Linked DNA regions of Ovis aries: regions 1 and 2 are each linked to region 3. Evidence: chromatin contacts called from public Hi-C data. All regions are on one chromosome and are shown on one strand. The core of a region is the stretch at or near the end of the contact, and the rest is flanking DNA. Distances in the headings are between cores, read along the strand shown.

Evidence for each region. Hi-C and Micro-C count contacts between places; a contact is called where the count stands out from the background.
Region 1: a contact with region 3 is called in a Hi-C map of tail adipose tissue, with 4 times the contacts expected there. The contact joins the enhancer-like site here to the promoter of ZFP36L1 in region 3. A contact is called at or near these places in 4 of 16 Hi-C or Micro-C datasets (hypothalamus, muscle and tail adipose tissue).
Region 2: a Hi-C map of tail adipose tissue shows a contact between it and region 3, with 3 times the contacts expected there. The contact joins the enhancer-like site here to the promoter of ZFP36L1 in region 3. A contact is called at or near these places in 4 of 16 Hi-C or Micro-C datasets (hypothalamus, mesenteric adipose tissue, muscle and 1 more).

Annotation. Positions count from the first base shown.
Region 1 is chr7:78,368,317-78,371,016 of ARS-UI_Ramb_v3.0, forward strand. The region is part of intron 10 of RAD51B (RAD51 paralog B); the gene reads left to right. Among named protein-coding and RNA genes, the nearest start is that of ZFP36L1, 330 kb to the right of the region's middle. Within about 2 kb of position 1,310, at least 15 of the 54 cell types and tissues checked have an H3K27ac peak or open chromatin away from gene starts, as enhancers often do. A contact at or near this core is called in tail adipose tissue, where this site is marked.
Region 2 is chr7:78,294,640-78,297,339 of ARS-UI_Ramb_v3.0, forward strand. All of the region lies in intron 8 of RAD51B (RAD51 paralog B), which reads left to right. Among named protein-coding and RNA genes, the nearest start is that of ZFP36L1, 410 kb to the right of the region's middle. Within about 2 kb of position 1,447, at least 9 of the 54 cell types and tissues checked have an H3K27ac peak or open chromatin away from gene starts, as enhancers often do. A contact at or near this core is called in tail adipose tissue, where this site is marked.
Region 3 is chr7:78,701,885-78,704,584 of ARS-UI_Ramb_v3.0, forward strand. ZFP36L1 (ZFP36 ring finger protein like 1) reads right to left here and starts at 1,279. Exons shown (of 2, transcript XM_015097137.4): 1 at 1,085-1,279. The coding sequence starts at 1,141.

The sequences.
Region 1 (2,700 bases), core at 60-2,559, 330 kb before region 3:
AGAGTTACCTGGAAAATAGTTTGGCTCAGATAAATCTCTTTTCCGTTCTTAAAAAAACAAAGGTATGTTTAAAATGGTATCAGGACATTCTTTAATAGAGTCTAAAACAGAGCCGTAGAGTATCACAGTCAGCAATGCCACCAAAGATCAACACCCAGAAATCTTGGTTCCCCTTCCAAAACAAAATCTCTGTCAAGCAGAAACTTAGGACGTGTTTTGCTATTGTGCACTATTCAAGAAAAATACTTGAACAAGAGCTAGTGCTTATAGCACAAAGCAGAGTATAAATTTGGTTCCAAAGTCATAGACTAAACACATTTTTTCCCCAAAATGTTTTTTCTGTCTCCACCTTCAAAAAAAACCATGAAACAAAATGTCAGTTTGAATAAGGTTATAGAGAAAAACTTATTCCAAGGCCTGGACTATGGTTAGAATAGATCCATACTCCACTTTTGGACCCGGGAAGCCTTTTAGCTATCTTTGCAGAGTTAACAATTTGCATTTGTGAAAATGCCCAGGTAATAATACCCAAAGATGTTAAATCAATTCAGGTTGTTGATTTTCTTTGAAAACCTCTTCCAGAAGGACTTGGGGTTCTTTCTGGAATACGGCTTAGGCTCCATTTCAGTGAGTTCAGGTAAGTAGGTATTTCTTGAACATCTATTGTATATAAACCATGGTGCTCAGGATAGAGAGGCTGATTAAAAAAAAAAAAAATCCGGTATTTTAGCAGTTGACAATCTAAATAGTTAGCTTAAAAACAAAGTAGCAAACTGCCACACCTATTATCAAGGCTTAAACAATGGGACCTGAAAGGATAGAGGATATACGACTCATTCCATCTGGGATGACGGAGGAAGGTTCCTGAGAGGACAAGGGACTTGAACTGGATGTCAGCTCCTGAATACTGACGAAAATGGCCTTCCATTGTCTCTTGACAGAGGCCAGTTTCTTTTGCTGTTTGAGGATAGATTTGGGCACACTGGGGAATGCTGATTAGTGCCGTGTGACTCATGTTGAATCATGCTGACTAATGTGTTCTAAATGGATTGATTCAACAATAAAGGGAACACTGAGAGTCAAGAGTTCAGATCCTGAATTTTATCGTGTGATGAAGTGTAAATCACTTAGCCTCAGTACTTCATTTTTTTGTCAATTAAAATGTGCTCCTGATGAGAAGCCAACAAATCACCTTGACTAGAAAGTGCTTTACAGAGCTCAAGGATAACAGAAGTGCTTAACAACAATTCCCAGGACAGGCTTATGCAACCTTGGGTTATTCATAGTCCACACAGAATCAGAGCATCCATCACATGCTGCTCCCTAGCCATGTGAAACTTCTATTTCCTCACACATGCCATGAGAACTGACAAATAGTGCACTGCACTCACAAAAACTGACAAACAGAGGAGCTTTTGAAAAATCTTCCTATATACCTACTGGGGTGTCTCTGTTTCTCAACAACAAATGTCGCCACAGAACTGAGAGCCTGCACTGCACACACAGCTCTTTCTCTCTTTTGACATCTCCGCAGCTAGACTGCTTGAGAACCTGGCCTTCCGTGTCCAGATGTTTACTGAATTCTGAAGGCCCCCCCAAAGGGCCCAAGTTCCTTTGTTGCTCTCCAAATCACTTCCCACAGAGACTGACCGATGTCCTGAAGGAGCCCTTCAATAGGGAGGATAAATGGAGGCAGATGAAGACATGACCCCCTGAGGCTCGCCCACGTCCACGCTAACAAAGGGTCTGAGGCACAACCTTGTAAGCAGCATTTTGGTCAGCAGCATCCCCTCGAGAGGCCAGGTCCCCCCCACCCCCGCCAGGGCTGTTTTCAATGGCTCCCATTGCGGTGGAAGCCCTCGGCATTTGTTCAGGGCTGGGGTGTGCTAGGTGTAGCACAAAACATCTAAGTCACAGCCCCCAGCCTTTGTGAGGGCTTCCTGGCTGCAGATGGCAGCTGGCTTTCTCAGGGGAAAACCTGGGGGCAGTAGAGGAAGCTGAAGGGGGGCTCCCGCGTCTCTGGATGACCTCTTCCCACCCTGCCCAGAAAGGCTCCCCTTTTGTTCACAGCTATCGGCAGTCTAGCCAGGGCTGTGGGGCCTTAGCCCACACCTGTGCTGAGTTTCTGGGTGTCTCTGGTTTACTAAGCCATTGGCTCCCTGTGTAATAGATAGATAGGTACACATGTCAGAGGACTGCCACCAGAAGGAGAAATTTATTTAGGCTGCTGGTGAGAAGCTAGTGCATTTCATGACAGCGATGGTTTTTCAAACATTCTTTCTCTCCCTCTCTTCTTTTTTTTCCCTTTAGACCAACAGAGGCCATAGGGACACTATGACCTTTGTCTCGAGCTGATGGGGGCATGATTTGTGAAATGAAACAGGACCGGGCTGCTTGGAAGAAGGAAACGGAAGCCAACATAATGGGGATTAATTAGTTGATTGCTGTTGAGATGGTAACAGATTTGCCCCCCCACCCCTTTACCATTGAGCCAGCCATCTCAGACCTAGCAGGGAAGGTGAAGATGAAGAGGCCTTTGTTCAGGTCTCTAGATGCTTGGGGCTGAAGGCTTTGCCGCCATGGGATGGCAACAGCCATAATAATAATAATTTGCACTTATATAGCACCTTTCAACCAGGCACCTCAAAGCGGTTTAACCACATTAATTAATTAAAGCCCACAATCCCCCTGGGGAGAGGA
Region 2 (2,700 bases), core at 197-2,696, 410 kb before region 3:
CCCGTGGGGCTTCTCCAGTCGACTCCTGTCCTCCTTCCTCCAGCCAGAACCGCAGTTCTGTGGACCTGTTGATTACAACACTGCCCACGGCCAGAAAATCCTGCCCCATCAGCAAAACAGCTTTCCAGACTGACATAGGACATGTCCCGTTAGAAGATGGCTGAGTTTTAGTTCCAGTTCTGCCCCTGCTTTGTTGGCTCAAATGAGTCACTTCTTCCTTTGTCTATTTCCCCTATTGGTAAGGAGAAGATAATGAACCTTTCCACCTATCAGGCTCACTTGAGTGTTGTAAAGAATAATGAGGTGATATTTGTAAAGTGCTTTGAGCGGCTGGGAAAGAGGAGGGGGAGGGCTCAGTAGAAAGCATTATTAGCTGCAAGCACTTATCAATTGAGCTGTTTAACAATAGCAGAGAGTAAGAATACCCAGAAATGAATTCCAGGGACTGACCCTGCTTTGAATTTAGGAGGAGGATTAGTGGGGACCTAATAGGTATTCCACTTCTCCAGTTTCTTTAGTGGACCGTCAAACTAGGAAAGGTAATTACATTCTTCTATGTTGGATTCAGCCTAGAGTTTCAATTGGGATGTCAAAGCGTACTTGTCTTCTATTCTCCTCCTGAGGCTGTGTTCTGTTGTAATTGTTAAAGCCTTGGGCATCTTCTATCCCCAGGGGTAAATTCACTTAGGAGCTATACAAAGTCATTTCTGTGTAGTGGCTGGGCTGCTGTTTATAAGGTTGATTAGTGGAGCTTTCTAAATCTAAAGCGCCTGGGGAGCAATTTGGATGAAGCTGGGAAATAAAAAAGCAAAGTCTTCATCATGGTTGATCTTTTTTTATTACACTGCTCCATGGGAATTTTCTCAGTAACTCAGTGTATGCACAGTGCAATATGGCTTGACAGCCATTGCCACATCCTCTTTCCTGGGGAAATGGAGACCTAGCCCAGGTTAAGATGAATGTGCCAGGTCACTAAATATATTTAGAGCCACCTTTTAACTTCTCTTACTCCCAACTGAGGGCTTTCTGGTGGTTCAGTGTAAAGAATCCACCTGCCAATACAGGAGACACGGGTTCGATCCCTAGGTCGGGAAGATCCCCTTGGAGGAAGAAATGGCAACCCACTCCAGGATTCTTGCTTGGGAAATCTTACAGACAGAGGAGCCTGGTGGGCTACAGTCCATGGAGTTGCAAAGAGTCGGACACTGTGACTAAGCAATTCCCATTGGGGGTTAGATGAGAGGTATTTGTGGGGGTCTAAGATGTGTAGGAATGTTTCCAAATAATGATTCTGGTCTGTTTCCCCAAACTCATGCCCCGCTGTCTCAAGATCCTTAGGCCTGAGTTCAGTTCTCTCTCATTTTCTGAGTCAGGGCAGAAGAGAGAGGCAAATCAAAACCAGAGAAATGTTTTGAGCTTGTGCAGGTCTCTGTGGGCCAACAGGACAGTGAGCCAAGAAGAATGTGGCTCCCTCCTCATTGGGTAGGAGTAGGGCTGAATTCTTTCATCATCCTCTAGGGGCTGTAGGGAGAGTTCAAGGGGTCATTTGGAACAGAAATTTTCTTGATCAGAGTTATATTAAGGATTAAGGAAAGTATACTGATGGATGCATCTTTGTGCCCTGAAGTTTATGGGCCTTTTTGCAATCGCTGCTTCCACAAACCCTTAACTCCTTAAACCAATCATCCAGGCCTCCATATGCAGGGGTATATGCACTCCCAGGAGACCAGACGTGCCTATACCAGCATCGCTCCATGGTGACTTGTGAGTCTCCTGACATCCACCAGCAGTGAGCCCACCAGCAACCCCATCCTGGTGCCTGTCTCACACACACACACACACACACACACACACACACACAGATACACACACACACATGCGCGCGCGCGCGCAAACACACACACTTGCGAGCACACCCTGGGTGCCAAAGGTCCCTCCTCTCCCCCTGTCATCCCACTGTGTCCAGCAAAGCCCCACTCAGAATTTGGTGCCTCTTTGGGCGCAGATTCAGATCTCTGGGCTCCTTCCTGAGTCTGCCCCCCAACTCCTGCTGGATTTCCTCAGCAAATCTTCTCTGCCCTGAGACTCCTTGAAATCATACGGGATTTACTTGGCAAGATTCTCTGACCTCTTTCAAAGACCCAGATTTCTTGTTTACTGTAGTTTCAATCCTCTAAAAGCATTTGGAATATTTTCTTCATTTCCCTCTCCCAAGGTATCTATTTGGTCCCCGGCAGGCCTCCCCCAGTGCCTTTGGGGGTGGGGGAGGATGCTGAGACACTGGGCCCCAGCCACTGTCCTTTCCTTCACCTTTGCCAGGGCAAAGACCAGTGCTGGGCTGACCTTTCCTGGCCGGGCCAAAAGAGAAGGCTGTGGAAACCCGCACGCCCCCGCGGCCGTCCTGCCCTCTGCGGCCACAGCTGCTTGCCCTCCCTGCCCCCGCCTGCTTTTTTTCTCAGTGATCCTCCACACCGCTGGTGCCCCAGCGAGTCGCTGGGAACAGAGGTCTGTTTCCCCCCCTCCACTGGCCTCGGCTCCCCACACTAGAACATTCAGGCGTCAATGGGAAACAGCAAGATCTGTCAGCATCGCCCCTTTCTTTGGGGCTTTGAGGGCCACATTCTCCACGGCCATCTGTTCCCTTTCACCTCTCTGGACAATGTTGCTTTTTAAAGCCAGGGATTCTTCCTCCTTTATCTC
Region 3 (2,700 bases), core at 29-2,528:
GTGTCCCTGCACCCCAACTCTGCAGCCCTGGGGCCCTGGCAGCTGCACCGACTGGAGAAGCAAGCTAGGAAAAGACAGCAACATGACTCGACGTGTTTAAAAGAAGGCAAAACACTTTAGCAATTAAAAGCAGCCAAGCAGCTTCTCTCTTTCAAACCGGGGAGAGGGGGCGAAAAAAAAAAATCTAACATCCACAGGCTTCTGTTATATACCCTTAAACTGCACTTCTGGAATAAATATTTCGGATTTAAAACTCGCCTTTTTCCACACCGGCTGGCAAGCCATACGACTTAAGGAGGCCCTCATTAAATCCTTCCTCGCCAAGACCCTAGAGCTCAGACGGGCATTTTGTCGTCGTGTCTCCCCCACCGCCCCCCCCCAATCCCGTCCATATCCACGAATCTCATTTTCTCAGAAAAGAGGGAAGCGGGTGAACCCGAGCGCCACTTTCACCCCCAAAGTCTGCAGCACGATCGGCTATCACAAGAGGAAGCCTGTCGAGCTGGGGCGAACTGAAGTCCCAATGCAAACTCGTTTGACAACATGCTTTGAATCACAACTCTTGGCCTTTTTCTCGCAGATCCCCAGCCTCTCCAGAACAGAGGGGGAAATCACCCAGCAAAACATCATCCCGAGATTCTCCTTCCCGAGGGACCCGCACCTCCCGACCTGCAGTCCGGCAAAGTGGCTGGAGAGACTCGAACTCCCTCCCGGGAGCGGCGACACCCGAAACGCAGCGGACAAGCGAAGCCGGGCTCAAGAGTGGCACGTCACGGACGAAAAGAATTACCGAAAAATTGCCCCAATCCCAAACATTGCCCAGGGAAGCCCCCACGCACACTGCGCCCCTAAAACTCTGGTCTCTGGATTCCCAGGTAATCCCCGCCAGAACAGTCGAAACGCAAAGGGTGGGGAGGAGAAAGCCAAATTCCTTCAAACTGGGGAGAAAAATGAGGCGGAAAAAACCACCATCTCGCCTCTTTCTCTCCCCCACCCCTGCCCGTCCAGACCTAAACTTTTGGAGATTCTTTTTGAGGACAAAAGAAAAAAGACTTTGAAAAGCAAGCGGTGCGCCCCACTTTACCTTGCATAAAACTTCGCTCAAGTCGAAGATGGTGGCAGACACGAGGGTGGTGGTCATCTTGGGCGCTCGCGCGGGGCAGGGACGAGGGTCTGGTGTGTCGCGAAGGTCCCGGTGCGGGGAAGGCGCAGCCTCCGGCTCTCCGGTCAGGAGTCCCACACGCCTGCTCCCGGCGCCCCTCGCCTTTCCGACTCTCCCGAGCTGCGGCGCGCGAAGCCCAATTTATATAAGTTTCAGATTTGGTGGGCCGGAGGGGGAGGAGGAGCTTTAAACTTATTTAAATGAGGAAGAGAAGAAAAAAAAGTTGATTGACACTGAAGTTGAATCAGCCATGCGGTCAAACTCGGGGGAAAAAAAAAAAAAAAGAAACTTTCAAAAGGAAGAGGGGGGAGGGGAGACGAGGAAAGAAGGCGAAGAGGGGGGAAAAAAAAAACCCACTGCGAGCCGCGCACAACTTTTTTTTTTTCTTAAAGAGGAAAACTTTCGAGTCCGCTCGCCTGTCTACCTCGGGCTGCCGGCGCCCCTTTCTGGGGCCGCGCGCGGCGCGGGGGGTGGGGAAGGGGCGCCCCCCTTTTGTCAGCCTGCGAGCGCTGCTCTGTGACATCACTCATTCCACACTCTTCGGGGTTCTTGTTGTTGTGTTGTTATTTTTCTTTTCTTTTTTTTGGTAGGGCTGGAAGGCGGGCTCGACTTTCTCTTTTTGCTAGCGGGAGCAGAAGCCCGTCCTAAGCGCCCGGTTTCCATCTTGTGCCGATCTCCCTTGAAACTTCTCTAAGTTCCCGCACAACTTCGCTCTTTCCCCGGGATCTTTTCAGCCCTTGGTTCCCCTCCGCAAATCCCACGGGGAGAGGAAACTGGAAATACGGGGAGCACAGAGCGTTCACGTCTAGGGTTTTGTTTATTCAGGGGTGGGGTGAGGGACAAGGATTAAGGAGGTTCCCCCCCAAAACACACACACACACACACCCTGGAGGACCGGGCCTGGCGACGGCGAGCACCAAGCGATTTCGCGCGCCGCTCGCGTCTACACTGGCGTTCGCTGTGCAGCGGACACCCTCCAAGTCTGGGCCGGGGCGGGGGGGCGGGGGGCCGGGGGGGCGGGGTGGTGGGGATGCTCCACGAAAAAGACCCCCGCCCGGGCTGTTTGTTTTCACAGGCCTGGGAGTGGTATTTATTGCACGCAGTAATCTTTAAATAGTTTTCTAAAACAAACCTGAATCCTCACGAACGCCCTTCTGCCCACCCCCGAAAAAAAATCACCCAGCAACGCACAACTTGCCCCGCGCTCTGAACCACAGGCTGCGCCCGAAACTCCCTAAGCAACACGTATACACACCACAGACGCTGGAACCAAAAAAAAAAAAAAAAAAGTTACTTTGGTAAGAATGAAGATACAAAGATGGGGGGAGGCGACACTTACTGTTGCTTCTCCCCCGCCCTCACGGGAATGGAACATATGGCTTGTCACACTGCGCTGTTTTGGCGGGATGGGGGGAGGGGGCATGGGATCCTCGAAACCGAAAGGCCTCGAGTTGGCAATTACTCTTCTGAAAATTGGAAAGTATATATTTATTTACTGTTTGTTCGGACACCCCTCCACCCACCCAAATAAAAAGTTG